Regions from separate parts of the Sus scrofa genome. Here region 2 is linked to region 1. A link is a contact called in public Hi-C data. All regions are on one chromosome and are shown on one strand. The core of a region is the stretch at or near the end of the contact, and the rest is flanking DNA. Distances in the headings are between cores, read along the strand shown.

Region 1 (2,700 bases), core at 127-2,626:
AAAGAAACCCAGGAAGAGCAGTCACTCCCTGAACATAAGCCATAGAGCAGCATAAAGAGTGGAAAGAGGGCTGCGCCGATAGGAATCCAAGGCCTGTACTGGAGTCCAGGCCAAGCGCTGGACTGGACGGTTTGGCCGGTGCGCTTCAGCTGTTCTACCTCTAAGATGTTCACAGGGCATTCCTCAAGAGCAAAAACAGTAGTGCCCTCCCTCTGTGTCCCCAGGCACAGTGCAAGCACTCAGTAAATAATTGTGTTTTACAGCTGACTCTCCTGATCATGGATTTGGTGATGTTTGAATGAGATAAGATTATTCATAATGCTTTTAATAAAATCATCATATGTGTATTCTATGAGTTAGTACCCCATTAAACTCGGTCCTTAAAAACACAGATTCCATGGGGGATACCCGTGGGATCAGTTGTATGTTCCAACCTAGCTCTCCTCTTTCCATAGGGTTCCTTAAACCAAACCAACAAGCTCTGGCTGCATGGTAGGTCTCAGGGCTGGGCGTCACATCCTCCAAGATTTAGAGCGCCTAGCTGGAGAGTAAACCAGTACCCTGTAGGCTAGATAGTCCTTCTCTATCTGACAAGGTTTTCTGTCCTCTTTGGTGGGCTCTGCAGCTCTGAGACAGCCACTCAGTGATGAAGGAGGAAGTCTGATATGTTCCTCCTGCCCTCAGCATCCACATGGCATGTAGGTTCCCAACTGCATTGCCCTCACAATCTACAAAACGAAAATAAAACATAAGCTTGACTCTCAGTAATTGGTGAGACAGCTATGCACTCAAGAATAAAACTATAAATTTAATAGTAAGAAAACATCTATAATGACTGAGATAGAATAGATGTGCCATGTGTTTAGAAGCAGGGGGTGTTCAAGGCCCGGAGTTGGCAGAAAATGCTTCCTGGATGCAGAGATACTTAACGTGGATCTTGAAAGAGGCTTTGTATGAGGAATGAGACTTGAAAGTAACTCTGGACCTCGGGCCTTGGGCAAGAAAAATAGCATACATTCATGTGTAATGCAGGCAGGATGAGTGTGGGGGCCAGGGGTGATTATGCAAAGAGAGAGCTGAAGATGAGAAAAGGCAGGTCAAGTAGGATCAGAATGTGGTGCTGCTTTTTTGTTGGTGACAGGAAGTCCATGATTGATGGCTTTTAAGCAGAGGAATGACATGGTCAGACTAGCGTTTTAGAAAAAAAATATTATTCTGGTAACAGTGTTTGGAAAAGGGATTGCACAAGCAGAGTAGAAATGGGAAATGAACCCTGTTGGGGTGTGTTACCCACCTAAGCTCTGGACTATGCCTTCCTGGACCAAAACATCCTCGGGGGTCAACATGGTCAGGTCAAGGAACATGGGCAAAACATCCTGCTCCCATTACACAACAGCTGCTTGGGGATCCACGGGATGAGTCACTCGTTACTGGAAGGAGTCTCAGTGGTGATGTTTAGGAAAAGCCTTTGCACACAATCTGTTTAAAGAGTGCAAAGGGCAAAAGACTTGGAATAATAATGACTGTCTGTGAAGCTGTCCCAAAAAAGTGATTAGTGGGTCTGGGTAGAAGTGCTGCTAAGTCCTGAATGAGCTGCTTGGATCAAATGATCCTTTGCCAGACCAAACTGATGGACAGGTGCATTCAGTGGGGCCTGGAGTACGTGCGTTTCTCTGCAACCCTTTGGCAGGTACAGAAACACAGCTTGTGCTCTTCCCTTTCTGTTTCCCATGCATGACTTTGGCTCCAGGTATCTTGTGAATGAAGAAAGTGGGTCAAGCAAAGGGTATATTGCTGCAATCTGTTAAAGAAAACCAAATCCTAATGCCAAGATCAGAGGAAAATTCTCCTGGGGAGTGAGCCAATGTCACTGTCTTTGCTTGGAGAAATGTGGCCAATAATTATATTTGAACTGTGAAATAGAACGTTTTTCCCTCCTCCAGCTGGCAGAGGGATCTGGACCACATCTGTTAAATATTTATCAGTAGCAGATACCAGTTTATCTTAGTTTTACATTCATGCACTGATCATCAGGGTTTTTATCTCATTAAGCTAGAAAACTGCGGGTGGGACCTGATTTCTCTTACAGAGACTGGTGTAAGTTGTAAACCAGAGTCAAAGACAGAGTGACCCCGGAGCAGATAAAACTGTGCACACAGATGCTTTGCCCCCAGCTGCCATATAAACATGTGTTTTTTTCTCTAGCAACTGGGGTCTGAATTGAACGTTTGTAATCTTAGCTAACTCCCAACATTTTGCAAAGGTGACTTAAACGTAAAACTTTTCCTAGGATGTGTTACGCTTCATGATATAGGTGCATGGTATTTATAACTCTTCAGCGTCATTGCTTTGGATGAGAGAAATTTGGTGGTGAGCCAAGCTCAGTGAGTTCAGCCTCATGCCCAAATTTTCTGATTTTTTTCCCCTTCAAACATTAAATATAACTGGTATGGCTTTAAACTTGATTATCTGAAACTACCATATTTAGCTAACTGGTTACTCTTCCAAAACTCCACCTACTTGATTTCTGGCAAGAGTGTAACATGCAAAAGGAACAACAGTATTTTTCCAATCTGTCCATTTAAATGATTCAGCTCATTAACTTTTCTTTCTGCCAACATTTTTCCCAACTGGAAGAATTATCTAACATGGATATGCTGAGACATGATGGCAAAGGGGAGAGCATTGTATCATGAAGTA
Region 2 (2,700 bases), core at 52-2,551, 450 kb before region 1:
CTGTCACTTGCTCACTGGTCATCCATAAGGTGGCTACACTTTAAGGGTCCTCCCTTGCTCTGACACATCCCAAAATTCATCCTAGTATTCATAAATATATGATATGGATTTCATAGCCTGTGGCCTCCAGAGAGCCTCATTTGGAAATACAGCAAATCTATTGTCATGAGCAACCCAACTAGAAAGGGAATAAGGCCATGGAAAGCCAGAGCAGTGAAGATATCGATAATCCATTCAATCAATCAAGGAAGAGCTGAATCAAGCCAGACCTGAAGAGGCTTTGCAGCTGGGTAAATAAGGGGGCACGAGTGACCTTTAAGGACAGAAACTAGGAATTGGATGGGAATCACGGTGTCCCAGGGGATGTTACAGTGGACAGAGAGTAAATTCTAAGGGCCATGTGGTTTTTTTCCAACGTGCCAGGCACTAGTTAAGAACCTGAAACATAAATATTACCCAAGAATTTGCTGTGGTTCAGGGGTGTATGTAGCTTGTTGATGAGATTAAATATTTACTACCTAGCAAAATGGGGGCTCGGGATGGAAATCAAGCCTGTTTATAGAAAACAAACCTACATGTCTTAGAAACAATTTTTTGTGTGTGCGTAACCTGAGATTTTTACCTTTTGTAAAACTGAATGTTCTAACGTAAATAATCACATAGCTACTCATATTTAGATTACATATATTAAAATAGTAATTTAGCCATGGGTAGTAAAATAACATGCCTTGTAATAATGATAAATGAGAAAGATATAGGTTGATTGACAGTGATGTAGAATAAGCCATTAACTTTGTGGTCTTACTGAACTGGATTTGGATTCCATCTCCATGGTTTGCTCAGGGAACTTAAATCAGGTACTAAACTTTCCTTAGTTTAAATTCTTATCTGGAAAATGGGAGAAAATCTTTTGACGGATCTTGGAGGATTTTTGTCAGAGATAAATATGATTATAAATATAAACCATTAAGTCTGGTTTCTAACCCAATAAAGCTCGGTAGGTGGCATGTTTCCTTTATTCCTGTTCCGCAACATAAAATACCAATGGAAACACTTCTGTTTGGGTGACAACGTGACACAGGATTAATTTTTCTTTCTTCAAAATTTTCTGTAATATCACATAATTTTCTCAACAGGAAAAAAAATGTGTCAGAAAAATTTCAGCCTCTGTGGCCAGCTCTTCAGTCCCCAGTGTAAACACTGAAGTGTATCCATTCATTTGGCTTCTGCCTCTGTCCCAACTGTGTCCACAGGAGGGGAGGGGCCTAGTGGAGCCTCACTTTCCTCTGGGTTAATCTCAGCCAAGCTGACTGATTGCAACACTCCAAAGTCTCTTGCTTTTCTGAGCCTTTGAGGCTCTTGCTGAACTGCTGGCCAAGGGCAAAATTTTTCTGTCCAACAGACCTGCAAGGTTGCTAGGCACATACAAGGAAAAAGAGAGCTTCGAGTTACTCAATACTTGTTTTGCAAAGTCTGTTTAAAAAAATTGCATCATATCCCATTTGATGATTGTGCAACACAGGGTGGATACCTAAACTGAAAGTTAAGTAAGTCTGAGCTCTAGGCACCTTTGCAATTTAGACATCCATTTATATGCAAGTGGAAAATAGCCAGCTGTTCTCAGTTTGAAGAAAAAATGTAGAAAGCCAACGAAAATAGACTCTTGATGTTCCTTGAGTGTATAAAATACATGTAGAAAATTTCCCATCCTATTTCTTTCTCAGGTACTTGCTGTATTATACTCATGTGATAAATATAAGTGGGATTAGCCCTTGATCCTCAAGAAACTAAATTCCTCATAACACTGCCAACTCAGACAGGGTTATCTTTTAGACAAAGAGGACCCATTATGGAATTGCCTAGTCGAGATTCAAATCTCAGCGTTGGGACTTCCCAGTTAGGTGACCTTGGAGAAATGACCTGCTCTGTCTCAGTGTGATTTGCTTCATCTTGAAGATGGGGTGATCATAGTTAGGTCAGAAATTAATGGAGAATAGCTATAAAGTGCTGGGGCCACAGCCTGGCAGGCAATGGGGTCACTACCTTGTATTTTCCCTTTTAACTCTCAACCTTCTCCACCCTTCAATTTCTCACCATAATCAGTGCCATTCCCCACCCACCATTGGACATCATGGCATCCCAGTGTGGGTGCTCATAGGGGATGTGGTCCATAGGTACATAGGAGAGTCATACTTGGACCCTGCCCTTCACGGTGCTCAGTATACAAGGGAGCCAAGTGCATTTTTAAAGTGATTCCTGTAAAAGCAGATCACAACGCACCCCAAGGCAGAAGTTCATGGAACCAGGCATCTGTGAGTGGAAAGTATCAAGGGACAGGGAAAAAGGAGAGATTCTTCTAAACCGAGAGATCCCAGGAATCCCTGTGCCAGAGCCAGGCTTGCATCTGATGGTCTACTATGAGCCAGGCACTGTCCGAGGGAATCTGAGCCATGTTTCTAAAAGCAAAACACTCACACTATTTGCACAAGTGTTCCTCGACTTGGTTTGTCTCTAACCTTGGAGGGTCATTACCCTCTACAAGCTTCCATTTCCTCAATCCCTAAAATATGGCAATACTCCACGTTGTTCTGTAATGTGTTCTGAGAGGAGAGGGGGAGGTGAAAGGGGATGGAACACGAAGGAGGAGGTTAAGGCTTAGTGACCTGGTGGGCATGTGGGTTTGTCCCATTTAAAATCTTA

What was found. A called contact is a pair of places that touch in the nucleus more often than the background predicts.
Region 2: a contact with region 1 is called in a Hi-C map of liver, with 1.8 times the contacts expected there. The contact joins two enhancer-like sites. A contact is called at or near these places in 3 of 47 Hi-C or Micro-C datasets (liver, skeletal muscle and subcutaneous adipose tissue) and 1 of 2 datasets of contacts at active chromatin or transcription factors (skeletal muscle).

What each region holds. Positions count from the first base shown.
Region 1 is chr3:123,954,132-123,956,831 of Sscrofa11.1, reverse strand. No RefSeq gene overlaps it. Among named protein-coding and RNA genes, the nearest start is that of TRIB2, 240 kb to the left of the region's middle. Within about 2 kb of position 1,376, at least 13 of the 83 cell types and tissues checked have an H3K27ac peak or open chromatin away from gene starts, as enhancers often do. A contact at or near this core is called in liver, where this site is marked.
Region 2 is chr3:124,402,917-124,405,616 of Sscrofa11.1, reverse strand. No RefSeq gene overlaps it. Among named protein-coding and RNA genes, the nearest start is that of TRIB2, 210 kb to the right of the region's middle. Within about 2 kb of position 1,301, at least 25 of the 83 cell types and tissues checked have an H3K27ac peak or open chromatin away from gene starts, as enhancers often do. A contact at or near this core is called in liver, where this site is marked.